Linked DNA regions of Rattus norvegicus: regions 1 and 2 are each linked to region 3. A link is a contact called in public Hi-C and HiChIP or PLAC-seq data. All regions are on one chromosome and are shown on one strand. The core of a region is the stretch at or near the end of the contact, and the rest is flanking DNA. Distances in the headings are between cores, read along the strand shown. Region 1 holds the start of Ankrd12 (ankyrin repeat domain 12). Region 2 holds the start of Ndufv2 (NADH:ubiquinone oxidoreductase core subunit V2). Region 3 holds the start of Ralbp1 (ralA binding protein 1).

Evidence for each region. A called contact is a pair of places that touch in the nucleus more often than the background predicts. HiChIP or PLAC-seq counts read pairs in DNA pulled down with a chosen protein or histone mark.
Region 1: a Hi-C map of mammary epithelial cells shows a contact between it and region 3, with 1.9 times the contacts expected there. The contact joins the promoter of Ankrd12 here to the promoter of Ralbp1 in region 3. A contact is called at or near these places in 2 of 12 Hi-C or Micro-C datasets (frontal cortex and mammary epithelial cells).
Region 2: an H3K27ac HiChIP or PLAC-seq map of oligodendrocytes shows a contact between it and region 3, with 3 times the contacts expected there. The contact joins the promoter of Ndufv2 here to the promoter of Ralbp1 in region 3. A contact is called at or near these places in 4 of 12 Hi-C or Micro-C datasets (the A7r5 cell line, Schwann cells, hepatocytes and 1 more) and 1 of 1 datasets of contacts at active chromatin or transcription factors (oligodendrocytes).

The regions. Positions count from the first base shown.
Region 1 is chr9:113,132,232-113,136,470 of GRCr8, forward strand. It overlaps Ankrd12 (ankyrin repeat domain 12), which reads right to left and starts at 2,531. Exons shown (of 13, transcript NM_001108238.1): 1 at 2,445-2,531.
Region 2 is chr9:113,154,691-113,159,424 of GRCr8, forward strand. Ndufv2 (NADH:ubiquinone oxidoreductase core subunit V2) reads right to left here and starts at 2,830. Exons shown (of 8, transcript NM_031064.2): 1 at 2,726-2,830. The coding sequence starts at 2,776.
Region 3 is chr9:112,936,735-112,941,343 of GRCr8, forward strand. It overlaps Ralbp1 (ralA binding protein 1), which reads right to left and starts at 2,925. Exons shown (of 10, transcript NM_032067.2): 1 at 2,684-2,925.

The sequences.
Region 1 (4,239 bases), core at 1,281-3,780, 200 kb after region 3:
TTGTGTATACATATGCACACAGACGCATGTGTGTAATACATGTATCACCACTATTAACATCTTTGATTGCTTTCCATGTTATTTTTTGAGTCAGAGTCTCTCACTGAACCTGGAGCCTGGTAATTTGGCTAGACTGGCTGACCAGAAAGCCCCAGAGGTTCTCCCTGCCCCTCCTTCCCCAGGGCCAGAGTTATGAGTGTGCTCTGGCTCCTGGCTTTCCACAGTTGCTGGGGATCTAATCTAGCGCTTCTTGCCTAGGCTTTCAGATTGCCATCTCTCTAACCACCTTGAACTGATCCTCCTACTTCTACTTCCTGAGTGCTGGGTTTACAGAGAGCATACGTTAACTATCAAGCCTGCTGCATGCAATGCTGGGGCTGAAATTCGGGGTCCCACCCAAGCTACACCCCCACAACACTGTGATCTGAATAAAAGCATCTGCTTTCCCCACGTACTCAACTGGCTCCAGATAAAGTCCAGCCATTATTTTTTCCAATACCGAAACTGAAGAACATCTTCAGCAACTGAGTTCTTTCACTGTTGTGCTCTCTCTCTCTCTCTCTCTCTCTCTCTCTCTTTGCACTCTACCACTGAGCTAAATCCCCAACCCCTCACTGTTGCTCTCGAAACTCCTCCTCCAATACATTTCATAGGGTGCATACCCAGAGATCCCCACGGTCTCAACCATCCACAGTCAGTGTTGACAATTTTAAAGTACACAAACTGTAACAAACTGAGAACTGCTTCCAACTTTCAATTCTAATATTCCTTCCACAAATACCCTTAACCCCATGGTTTCATTCCCAGAGAACTTTGTCAGTCTCTAAAACAGAACACATATGGTGAACAATTAAGTTTGTCCTGGGTCAAGTTGTCTTGTAGTGTTAGAAATTCGACTGGTACTTCTATCGATTGTAAAAACTCTTAGGTAGTGAAGCCGTTCTCTCTGCATCTATAACCTCAGGGCGAAACGTTGCATGCTCTTACATATTTTTGCTTTTAATCCAAATGAAAGCGTTCTCAAGACATTAACAGGAGGAGGTCAAGATGGCTCAGAGCATAAGGGTGAGGACCACCAAACCTAAGTGCCTGAGTTGGAGCTCTGGAACCCCAACTATAGGAAGTTGTCCTCTGCCCGCCACATTTACCATGTAAACAAATGTATTAAAATATTAAATGTCATACTGAAATGTGTTTAAGGGTACTATAACTTCTTCATCGTTACGTCAGCGATTCTAATGAATTTTTGCTTTTAAGCCATTTGGCACCAAGAGAGCACATTTTGCCAGTTCTGAGTTAATCTTCAGGAAAGCCTTTGTGTAACGCTTGAAGAAGATGAAAAAGATCAGTAGCCAAGATTTTTAGACGCCTACTTTGGCATATGTTTTTAATGAACGGATGACTTACTCGAATAGTTCATCTTCCTTTATAATTGACCCAGACCATTTAAAATAAGGAGAAACACATGGCTGAGGATGCGGGTTCATCTCAACCACAGAATTAGCGATAATCCCAAAGCGTCACTGATCGCCGGATTTGCAACATACTTCACCCCAGTTCAAGGGGTGTCTAGCGGAAATTACAGTCTCTATAACCACACTGCTTCAAATGTTTCCGACGTACTCAACTAGTGCAATACTGTTCATTTCCATTCTCAACTATTCTCACTGTAATTATTAAAACAGCTGTCAGCTGGGTTTCGGCAACCTCTTTGTACAGCCTTTTTATTCAACGCCGTGGATCCTGAAGGATGCGTCATCCCCATATTACTCTTCAAAAATCACATCTAAGATTCCAATGCACTCTAAGGGTCTCTGAACATCATTCCAATCGAAACTGGCACAAACTAGACCTGATCGCTCAAGGCGGCAAGGGAAGGTCGCACTGGCATTTAGGACAGCACTGGCTCCGCGAGCCGCAGCAATTTCGCTTTCACGCACCTCTCCCGGGACCATCGCGCCTCCTACGCCCCGGGCCGCACCGAGTCTCCGACATCCGCGCACGCAGCGCGGCTGGCACCGGGAGCGCGCGTCGGCACGGCGCGCCCCCGCGATGCCGTCCGTCCCGGTGCGCTGGCAGCGCCCTCCCGGCCGCGCCATGTTCCGGTAAGCGGCGGCCAAGGCGCTCGCGCTAGCCGCCGCCCGAGCGTCGCCCAGCGGCGGCCCCACCTGCACCGCGACGGGTCAGGATGCCGGGCGGGGCGGCCACCAACGGCCTGTCACGGGCCGGACGGCCGCGCCGCGGGCTGGGCTGGGCCGGGCCGGGCGGCGCGTGGCACACGGCTGGGCGCGGCTGGCACAGGCGCAACCCCCTACCTGGCTCCCGGGAGGGGACGGGGAACCCGACTGAGGGCTGAGGGTCTCCTCCCTGGTGCCCGGGACAGACTCGAAACCGCGCCCTCCTTCCTCCCCTCTGGTCGCCACGCCCCCCTGGCCCGCACGGACCCGAGGCTCGGCAGGCTCAGAAGGGTTCACCCCCTGAACGAGGACCTCCGGGTGGCCGCCGCTGCCGGTGTCTCCGTCGCCGCTGCAACAGCCCCTGATGCCGCCGGGGCCAGGCTTGAAAACATCTCCGGTCTTGGTCGGTCTCTCACCACAGCCTCCTTGCTCTTGGACAGCGTTCTCCGCGATTGGCTGCGGCGCGAGCACGTGACCCAGACGGACACGTGACTCCTGCAGGCACGGGACGGGCGGCGTGACCGCCGTGCCCCGCCCCCGACGCGCCCGTCCCTGGGCTCTCCGGAGGAGCGGAGCCTGCGGCGGCGGGTGGCGGTCGTGGGGAGCTGAGCTGAGCGGAGCGGAGCTGGTGGAGGGGGCCGGAAGTCCTGAGCCTCCGGGGCCGGCCGCGCCCGAGGAGCTGTGGGAGCCGCCGCGTGGGAGTCGGAGCCGCCCTGGAGCCGCGGGCTACTGGCGCTCCGCACACGCAGCCTGGTACCACCACCCCAGATGTGCAAAAGGTGGCGTGGGTGCCGGCGCTCGGCGGAGGAAACGCACATATTTTTGCAGGGTTTGAGTTGGGACGGCAAAACCAGCTGGAGGCCGGGAGGGTTTCGTTAGCGGTGGTCGCGCCGGCGAGAGGACACCGCTGCGCGGTGGGGCGGGTCCGGGTTGCGTGTCTGCGCCGGTGTGAGGCGCGGACCGAGGGGCGTCCAAGCCAAACGCACCCAGTGCCCAAAGCACGGCTGTGAGCACTGGTTGCAGAGAACGTGGCATTATGCCCGGTTCTAGCCACGCCATCCTTTGACCTTTTTGAACAGAAATTTCACTAAATTTGTCCGTGTGGTACTAAGTCTCATAGGGCAGGTGGGGAAATTTTTACCATCGCAGCAGCAGCTTGTCCTCAGACTTCCTTCTGAATGCTTTTTATCTACAGCGGTTAGCCTGCAACCGTTGTGCCTTAACCACCCAAGAAGTTACATACTCCACAGGAAACCATCTTCTCCCTCATCGTTAACTGTGGCCTCCTTCAGTATCCGTTAGGACCTTAATGGGGAGTCTAACAGTCCTACCAATAAGCTGAAAATTCTGACGTGACTTTTAGACTTGACAGGGACATAAACCTGCATTTTTAAAAAATCAAGATAGATTTTCTTCCTTGTCCTCACGTATAAAAAAATTTTCAGTATGAACAGTAGGAAACTACTTTGCTGCTATCGGAATATAACAACTTGGATATGTGTCACAAACAAAAAGTTTCTCTTTATGATTGGGGGAGGAGAGGGGGCGGCAGAAATATTGTTCCTTTATAGAGCTCTATATATGTGTGTAATGGGGACAGAACCTATGTCCTTTCGAATGCCAGGCAAGTACCCAACAGTGGTGTATGTAGAGAGCTATATTTCTCGCAAAATATAGCTTTAAAGACCTACCTTAAACCCTAAATCATAAGCACTCAGACCAGTCTGTCTTTATAGGCAGAGGTGGAGAGGTGGCTTAGGGGTTAAAAGCACTGTTGGAGTACCTGGATTCAGTTGTTCCTAACACCCACAGGACCACTCAAAACCATATGTAACTTCAGTTCCTGGGTGTCTGATGTGCTCTTCTGGCTTTTGTGCACACCAAGCACACAGGCAAAACACTGATGCACATAATATAAATCTAGCTTTTCTTTTTTTTTTTTTAAGAGTCTCATTAAGTAGCCCTGTCTGGTGTGGACTTCCATACCTTGACCAGGCTGACTTCAAACTCACAGAGTCTGCCTCCTGAGTGCCTACTACTCCAGTGAGACACCTGTAAGGCC
Region 2 (4,734 bases), core at 1,580-4,079, 220 kb after region 3:
TTTTTTGAGAAGGGTCATTAAATAGCCCTTGATGTCCTGAAACCTGCTGTGTAGAATAGGCTGTCTCAAACTCACTGAGATCCTCCTGCTTTTGGGATTAAAGGCATATACCAAGCTGACTATCCTAAAAGGTAAAATTTCTTTTGGGTCTGCTGGGATTTTACAAAGTTAGGTTTGAGTATCTCTAATGTAACAGGCCAACTAGGACTGCACAGAGAGACTCTGTCTCAAACAAACAAACCAGACATCTCTCCTGTAAGCCAGGTATGACGGCTCACAGCTGTAATGCCACACTTAAGAGGAATGCTAAGAGGATTGCGAGAGTTCGAAGCCAGCTGGGGCTGTTCTACAAAGACACCAAAATAAAAAAATAAATATAAAAACCATCATGCAGGGTTGGGGATTTAGCTCAGTGGTAGAGCGCTTGCCTAGCAAGTGCAAGGCCCTGGGTTCGGTCCTCAGCTCCGAAAAAAGAAAAAGAAAAAGAAAGAAAAAAAAAAAAAACCCAACACTCATGACAATGGGATGGATATTCTTAAAAGAAGTAACTTAGACTGCAGTGTCTATGTAACCTACGCATTCACAATGTCCGGGATACAACTCAAAATTATTCATGTGGGGAACATGTTGGGGTGACAGCACAAATCCACTATCACAAGGGAAAACATTTCAAAACTGAAAGCAGAGGCCCGGGAGTGCATGTGGATCTGAGTTTGAGGCTAGGATAGTCTTCCTTCCAGGCTAGCCAAGGCTACATAAAGAAACTGTCTCAAAACAACAACACCCACAAAACAAAATCCTGCTTTTCAGTTACTTCTTGTTACCCTTTGCCTCAGGAACAAAAGAAACAAAAGATGTCTATAGGAACTTTTTTTTCTTTTTTTTCCGGAGCTGGGGACCGAACCCAGGGCCTTGGCTTGCTAGGCAAGCGCTCTACCACTGAGCTAAATCCCCAACCCCATCTATAGGAACTTTTATGCCCCTACTTCTCCTCCTCAACCAGATGTTTCACACAGCCTCTCTTACCTATGTGACCTTCCAGTGTCTGACTCCAACCAGACCTATTCCACCCCCACTCCTGCATCAGTCATCTACTCAAAGCAGGACCCTTACTCTACATAAAGCCTTTCCCTGACTCTTTACTACTCTACACTACCACGGTCTCCTTTTAGTTTGTTGTAGGGGGCTGGGATTTGAGTTGGGGATATTTTACAGACAGGAATTTATATAGGCCAGGCTGACCTCAAACTGAGCATATAGCTAATGATAACAAGCACTCTCATGGTCCTGCCTCTAACTCCTGAATGCTAGGATATCACATGTGGCCAGCCATACTCATATGTACCTTATGAGTGTTCTTACATGAAGTAACCCCACAAAAACCAGACTCGTTTCTAATTTGTAGTGATGAAAACACTGCACCACCCTCTAAGATATAAATTCGCCTATTAAACACACAGCAAAGGGCCATCAAACATCACCCATCGTTACTATACTCCAGCAGGACACGGAAGCTCACACCTGTAATCTCAGCACTCGAGGCAAGGCAAGAGGACCAACAAACATTCAAGTCCAGCATGGCCCACTTTGCAGGCTCCAGGCCAGCCAGGGCTGCATGGTGAGATCTAATTTCAAAAGGAAAAAAAAAAAAGTACTATAATCCAATCCACATTGTTACCTGGACCTAGAAATACATTCAAACAACTAGGGACAGACTCAATATTCCCATTTCACATCTGAAGAAACAAAGACTAATTGCTCTAGATCATGTCACATAACTACAAAAGGTCACCTGGGATGCTACCCTTCAAAACACAGGTCTAAGTCTAAAGAAAGCCCTGAATGGATTCTATACTAATACATACTGTGTTTTGTTGAACACCAACTTAATTTTTGTTTTACTGCTGGGAAAATAAAAATCCAACCAACCAAACAAGGCTTTTTTCTATCCTGTAATTGCTGTGTAGTTAATTACGACAGCCATTATTTACTGTGTGCCCCTGCACTCTCCGGACACAAGTCACACACGTGAAGGTCAGAGGACAACTCACACCTGAAGGCCTTTCCACACTGAGCGATCTCGCAGGCCCTGAAGTCTGCATTTTAGGTTCGCTTCAGTGTTTCAACTTCAGTTCAATTCCTTTGCCTATCTGAGACGTACCTGACAATCAAATGATCATAAAGCTACGCCTCTTAATCAATGCTACTATTCTTTCACGGTTAGTTCCTACGATTTTCTGCGGAGCATTTCCTATAGTGAATGGACAACTTCAGTAAATGAAACGCTGGTCACCTTCATCTAGGCCTGATGAAGGAACTCGGCAAGCCTTCACCAAGCACATCAGCGTTTTCTCCAGCATGCCTTTAATTCTGTTGCAGCGTTGCCGCTAAGTCTGACAGACAAGAAGCCCCTTTCTTCGCTGCCGGGTTCCTGGAAGCAGCAGGCCGCCAGGATCTCACTAGGTTCCGCACCGGGACAAATGACAACCGCCTTCCTGACCTTGACTAAGTTAGGGTGACTTTCCGGGCCCGGTGCGGGCGGCCGGCCACCCGCCGCCGCCGCAGCTGAGGGGCATCCCGGAGGCACCCAGGACGAAGGCCGCGGCGTCTCCGCCATCGCCAGCTGACCTATCCAGCACCCTGGGGTCTCCGGGTACCAAAGCTAAGAGAAACATAAAGAGCGGCGACTATGGCGACAGTGCCCGCTTCACCCCGAGCCTCTTACCCACTGAGCGGTGAGGCCGGACGCCCTGGCCCGCAGCGCCAAGGAGAACATGGCGGGGTACGCGGTTCTCCGACCCTGGCCGCTCTAGGCTGACAGGGAACGAACGAGCCTGGAGGCCCGGCGGGCGCGGCCCCGAGCCCAGGACGCACGGCGCGCGCGCTCACGAGCCCGGGACGCACGGCGCACGCTCACGAGCCCGAGCCTGGGCGTCTGGAAGAGTGCGCAGCTCCAGGCGCCCGGGCGCGCGAGGGCGCGCGTGGCCTGCTGGAACAGCCCAATCCCTAAAAGGCCGGCTGGGCAAGCTGAGTCCCGGCCCTGAGGACGAAGCGGGCCTCCTGGAGGATCTTGTGTTTGTTCTGTCAAACACCTCTTCTGGTATTGCAGTTACTTCCTGCACAATCCGGTCGGCTGAGACTTATCTTACACCCGATCGTACTTAAAGGGCTGCCACTTAGTGGACCTGAACAGCAAGTGCCTTGTCTTCCAAGACTTCGCTTTTAGAGTCTGTAAAAGGATAGGCTAGCTGGAATTGACTTCGGAATGCCAGGAAGTGGGAGGTAGAAATGATGACTGTCGATGCTACGCGCTCGACGAACAAATATTCTTTGTGCTTGTGTATGCTCTAGACATTTTCCATAGTGAAACTGGTGGAGGTGGGGAAGCCACTGAGTTCTTGATATGTGGTTGATCTCTGGAAATTCCTAGCAGCTATAGTAGGCATCGTGCTGTTTCCAGCTTTAGATATTCACACAGGTTCTGCGTGATCCTCCTCAACCTTCAGACAAGAGCATACCGCCATGTTGGACTTTTAACTTATTTTTGACTCTTCCTTTGACTGTCATTTTGTGTGTGTCTTCTCCTGTATCTACCCCTTTCCTTTTGCTATAATAAAGTTGTGAATAGTTCCTGGAATTTTGACAACAGTATGTAGAGTCTGAAAGGTTATCCTTCAAAAAAGAAACCTAACATAATCCATTGAATCATACTCTACAAATTATTCGACTCAAGAGACAGCGTTTCCAATCAATGATACTAAATACCTTGGTTCTTACTGCATTATCTCCAGTATTAGTTTGCCACTTCTAAATTTGTTTCAGTACTTCTCTGAGGGACTGAAAAGATACTGAAGAAGAAAAGATAATTCGTATCCCAATGTCCATTTATATTATTGTGTGTGCACACCCAAACGTGTTGTCATTAGCAGCAGTAATAGTTTGGCCTTTCAGAGTTTCATGTAGCCCAAGCTGGTCTCAAGCTCGCTATAGGTAAAGCTAGTCTTGAACTCATGACCCTCATGCCACCACCGTTCAAGCATCACCACCAAACCCAGTTCACCTGACACTGATACACGCGATTCTTAAACAACTAAAATCAGATCACCTTACAAATTAAGCCAAAGGACCTCCTAGACGGATGGTACTGTGTGGATTCTTCAACGTGGCTTCATCATATTGTATTAGGGGTCTCTCAGACCTCCTAGTCTAGATTAGTCATGGAGGTACCACAAAAATATGCCTGCCTCCCTTGCCACCCGATTCTAACCTCCATGGGGAAAGAATTTCCCATCTTCTTAAGTTCAGCATCTTGTACTATACTTAGCATATGAAAGGCAGTCCAACCTGGACTCCAGTAAACTTCTTTTCCAACGTCAGGAAAACTACTCTTCATATACTGCATTCAAATCTTCAGTTTGGCATTGGAAGGTGTGCTTGGGTTTTGAACAGAACTAGCAGGCAGGTTTAGAAGCAAGGCACTGCCATACTAGGGCAGATGAGGGGCAATGAGAGAGCATTGAAGATGCTAAGAGAGGGTCCCATGGAGGCCCAGCCTTCTGCCTTCATTCTAGCTAAGTCAGGCTTCCAAATCCCCAACCACCTGCTTTGCAATGGGCTGATACGAACCCTGATTCCCAGCCACAGGCTCCCATGACTACACTCCCTGCTTCATCTGAGCTGGACTCAGACAGCCTCACCTCAGGATTCCACTCCTCATCCCATCCTTGCCCCTTG
Region 3 (4,609 bases), core at 1,675-4,174:
TCCCCAGCTCCACTCTCTCTACCACCACATGCAGCTACCCTTAAGGCAGCTAGCCTCGCAGATCCGACTGTGTCGTCTGTGTAGCTGACTTTACACACTTCTGCTTACACTAGTCCCTCCGGGACTGCCCACTGCTTCTACGGCCGCCTGGTTGCTTATACAATGTTGGATGTCCTCAACTGAGCATTCCCGACCTGTATTTTCATCACCACTCACATTATGCCCTTTTCTACCTACTGCCCTCTCCTACAGCTTCTCTGAGGATTATGTCATGTAGAGTCCACAGAACCCCCATATTTTCTACAGAATCCAAGGATCATATTGTAGTTGCAAGATGAGTGTTGCAGAGCAGGCTGCATGCTCTCCTAACATGCCCAAGACCCTGGGCTCAATCCCCGGGACATAGTCATACATGTGTGTGTATAGGACAATAGATTTTATACACCTCTGTATTGTTTGTTAAGAAGAGAGAACTTGGGTTGGGGATTTAGCTCAGTGGTAGAGCGCTTGCCTAGGAAGCGCAAGGCCCTGGGTTCGGTTCCCAGCTCCGAAAAAAAAGAACCAAAAAAAAAAAAAAAAAGAAGAGAGAACTCTGACCATCTGAATGTGGCTCTTATCCTCCTCCAAGTTCTCTCTACTCCTGTATTCTAAATAATCTGCATTTCCCCCATGCTCTGTCTCACATATATTAGCATAAAGTCTATCAGAGACTTTCTTTTTCAAAGAAAATAATAGCTGGACACATATCTAATCCCAGCACTTAGGAGCCAAAAGCAGGAAGATCTCTGTGTTGAAGCAGCCTGGTCCACATAGGGAGGTTCCAGGCTAGCCAGGACTTCACAGTGAGACCCTGCCACCCCCATCTACCCCCAACCCCAACACACAAAAAGAAAATAACAGAACATACTTTGGGATAGTGTTCTGTAGTGTTGTGGACCTAATCTTCTCTTTGCCAAGCTATGACTATGCAAATTAACTGTACAAAATAAAGTTAATATTCATTTTTTTAGATTTGTATTATCTTTAATTACAGGGGGAGGTGAGCCACTGCCTGTGAAGACCAGGTGTTGGGTTTCCTGGGAGCTGGACTTACAGACAGTTGGGAACAGTTTCTGGGGAGCAAACCCTGTAACTCTCCAAGAGTCATACTGCGAACGTCTTAACCAGTGTGCCCTGTCTCCAGCCCCAGTACTCAATTTTTAAAATACCACTTCTGTCTCTCTAAATTATGAGGAAAACGGTCCCTGTAAACTTATGAGAAACCACCGTTTAAAAAGACAGCAAATTCAGTCATCTTACCTTGTTTCTAGATACTCTGTGATTTGTTTTTTGAGACAGGATTTCTCTGTTTAGCCCTGGCTGTCCAGGAACCCTCTCTGTAGACAAGGCAGACCTGGAACTCACAGACATTTTCCTGCCTCTGCCTCCAGAGTGCTGGGAATAAAGGTATGTGCCACCACCAGCCGGCTTCTAGATACTTTGTTTTAAAAATTATTTAACAGCAGCTGCTATTAAACTAACCTATCTCTCTCCAATCTATGGGACACACTGAAAAAGTAGAAGCTCCAAACCCCTGTAAATGCCAACACCACTAAAAGGAAGTTATTCATTTCGAGGAAGATACCCAGGACCTTGAAATCATCGATATAATTCCTAGTACAGAAAGTGATGGGATCTTTCCTTTCCAAGTGCTAGCACCTGAACACTAAATCCAAAGTAGGCCTATTAACTTATCACTAAGGTCTTGGTCAATAACTGCCAGGTATGAGTAATGCTTCCCAAGCTACTCAGTGGTAGCCCACTGGCATTCATTCCATCAACACCACTGAGGCTGGGCAGTGGAACAGCTCGATGTACACAGTGTATAGCACACTTCTGTCACAGGCATAGACCTCCAAACGAAAACGGCTGTGATCTCCAATAACATTAGGGTAACTGCGCTGTTCTCTCTGGAAGAATCCTTGTAATGATCCCCAAACTTGAACCAGCACTACTTCAGAAGACTGGGAAGTGGAATATTTTGTCAAACTCTGTTTCACTGCGACATATTTAAAAGACGGGAAAAAGAAAGCTGGCCTGGACTAAGAACACTCCGGCATGAAAACGCGTTGAGAACGAAGCTCTCAACTCCAGATCTGGCCGAACACTTCCACTGAACCCTGAAACAAGGACCGCTACAATCAGGGTCGCCCCCCTGCCCAACGCAGGCTACGAGCCACAGCAGGAGCTGTTCCCCGACTCCACCCCGCTTGCGGAGACAGGTGGGCGAGCCAGGTGAGACCCATAAACCGGAAGACTGCGTCAGGCCAGTCCCCCGCCGCAGCTCCGGCCAGGTGTGGCCCGCAGGGATGCCCCGCGGCCTGGAAGATCCAAGGAAGCAGCTGGGCTCCCAGCTAGCCCCTGGCTCCCACAGCAGCACAGGACACACCGGGAGGTCCCAGGGAGGCCTGTCCGGCAGGCGGGGTGACCCACCCCAAAGGAGCAAGCTCGGGGAGTGAAGCCTTCGCGGACAACGTAAGGCGGGGCAGCCACGCCCCCCACCCCCAACTCCAATTCCGAGCCCCGGATCCCAAGCCCAGCACGCTGCATGACAGGCGCGGGCGCAAGGCCGGGCGCCGGACGGCTCCCACAGACACCACTGCAGCGCTGCGACCCCCGCGAGCCAACGCTCCCCGCCACTGACCAGTGCCTGCCGCCGAGCGACCGTCCGCTCCGCTGCAGCCGCCGCCTCCTCGCACTCACGCTGCCGCTACAACCGCCGCCTCCTGCGCTGCCCCCCTGGCCGGCCGCGGGAGCCCCATTCCCACCCCGCCCAGCCTCCGCCTGTTTACAATGATTGGGACAGAACAGGACGAGCCGCCCAGCGCGCACGCGCACGCCCTCCTCCCGCCGCAGCCGGCTTCCCGGGTCCTCCGATCCTTGGCCGTGACGGCTAGGGGCGTCTAGGGCAAACGCCCCTTGTCCTCGCACGGGGCACGCCGGGAGTTGTAGTTCTTGTAAACCCGCCACCCCCGCCACTGCAGGCCCGTGTCTCGGACACAAACCACAACACCCAGAAAGCATCGCGCCTCACGAGATGGAACTCGTTGGGGAAACAGGGAACCCGCGAGAGGATGCGCCAAGCGCTAAGGCTCTGCAGGCGCCTGCGCAGTGTCCTGGGGACCGAGTGGAACACACACCTACCGGAGCGAATCCCAGTGAAAACAGTGTGGGATCCCTGCGGAGCTCTGCAGGAAAGAAAGCGCAATCCTCCCCAAGCTCTGGCCGGGTGTCCGCAGCTATCGAAAATGACACTTTCCCCCAAGCGTCTGCGTACTTTAGTGGTTCCGACCAGTTAAACCAGCCTGGGCTGCCGACCCACCCCGCCTCTGGGCGGAGCACCTTGCTGGCCTTCTTTGGGCGGAGATCTTCAGTTGGAGAATTCTTGCCTTGGGGTTTGGAGAAAGGAAGCTTTTGGGGCCTATGCGGGGAAGTCCGCAGGATCCCTTTAGTGTGTTGGCTTGCGGGGAACTGCTGACTCCCACCCACTTAGCTCAGCAGTTAGCAATCAACCCCCGAGTTAAAGCTGCACAGCATCATGTTCAGCTCGCAAACAGAAACAGCTGAATATCCTCCCGAAGTCCTCCATGAAGGACTGAAGGAGTGTTCTCCGGTGTATACCGTGATAAACAGCAGTCCTTTGAAGTATTCTGGGTTTATAGCATTGGCAGTCAGAAGAGAGATGAGATTTCTAGTGTATGCTTCTTTCCGAGAGCCATATGGATTTCGATGATCCGTCCTGTACTATGCCCCCCAGCCATCTTTCCTCAAATATGACAAGTCCGTTCCTTGCGCAAGAGTCACCCTCAGTGGAACACTGAGGTCCTAGAGGGATCTTTCCAGAACCCCTGTAGCAATAAAACAGCCTCCAGGAGAAGCTGGCCTGTGAGTATGCCAGTTAAAATGCTCCTTCCCACTGGCAGTTCTGATATGGCCAAGGGATAGGCACTGGTCTGAGCAGGGCTTTATGAACCCTCTCCTGACATTGACATATAAAATAATGAGGTGGGGAAAGAGGCGTTCTTTACTGAGTAATTCACCGGTGGTCATATTTACTGCAACATCACGTGGCCTGTCCACTGGAAGTGAATGAAGCTGAAAGAGAGTTAGGGGACACAGCAAGGTAGAGGGAAAAGCAAGAGCGGTCAGTTAGAGTGAAGACTGACTCCCTTCTGAGATCCTTAAGTGCTGTGTTTATGTGAGCCTCAGCGGGCGAGCCAATCCAGGAATAATCTTTACACACTTTTTATTATTCAATTGTGCTAATGGAGGTATTTACAGGGCTGTTTCTCAGCATTTTCCCCTCCCACTTAAGGAGCACCACAGAACCATTTACTCTGGTAACTGTTTTAGAAATAAGCATCATGTCCAAGCAGAACCCACGAACCCACAGAGACAGATGGAGGCTTCCACTAAACCGCAGCTTCCTTTCTTTTCTGGTACAGTGAAGTATTTGAGGTCTGCAAATCTAGGAACCATTTGTCTCCTGCCGGGGCAAAGCTAAACAGAATTCAGGGAGAGGATGAAGTTAAAAATATCAAACAAATACAGCATGTTTTGGGACAAAAGG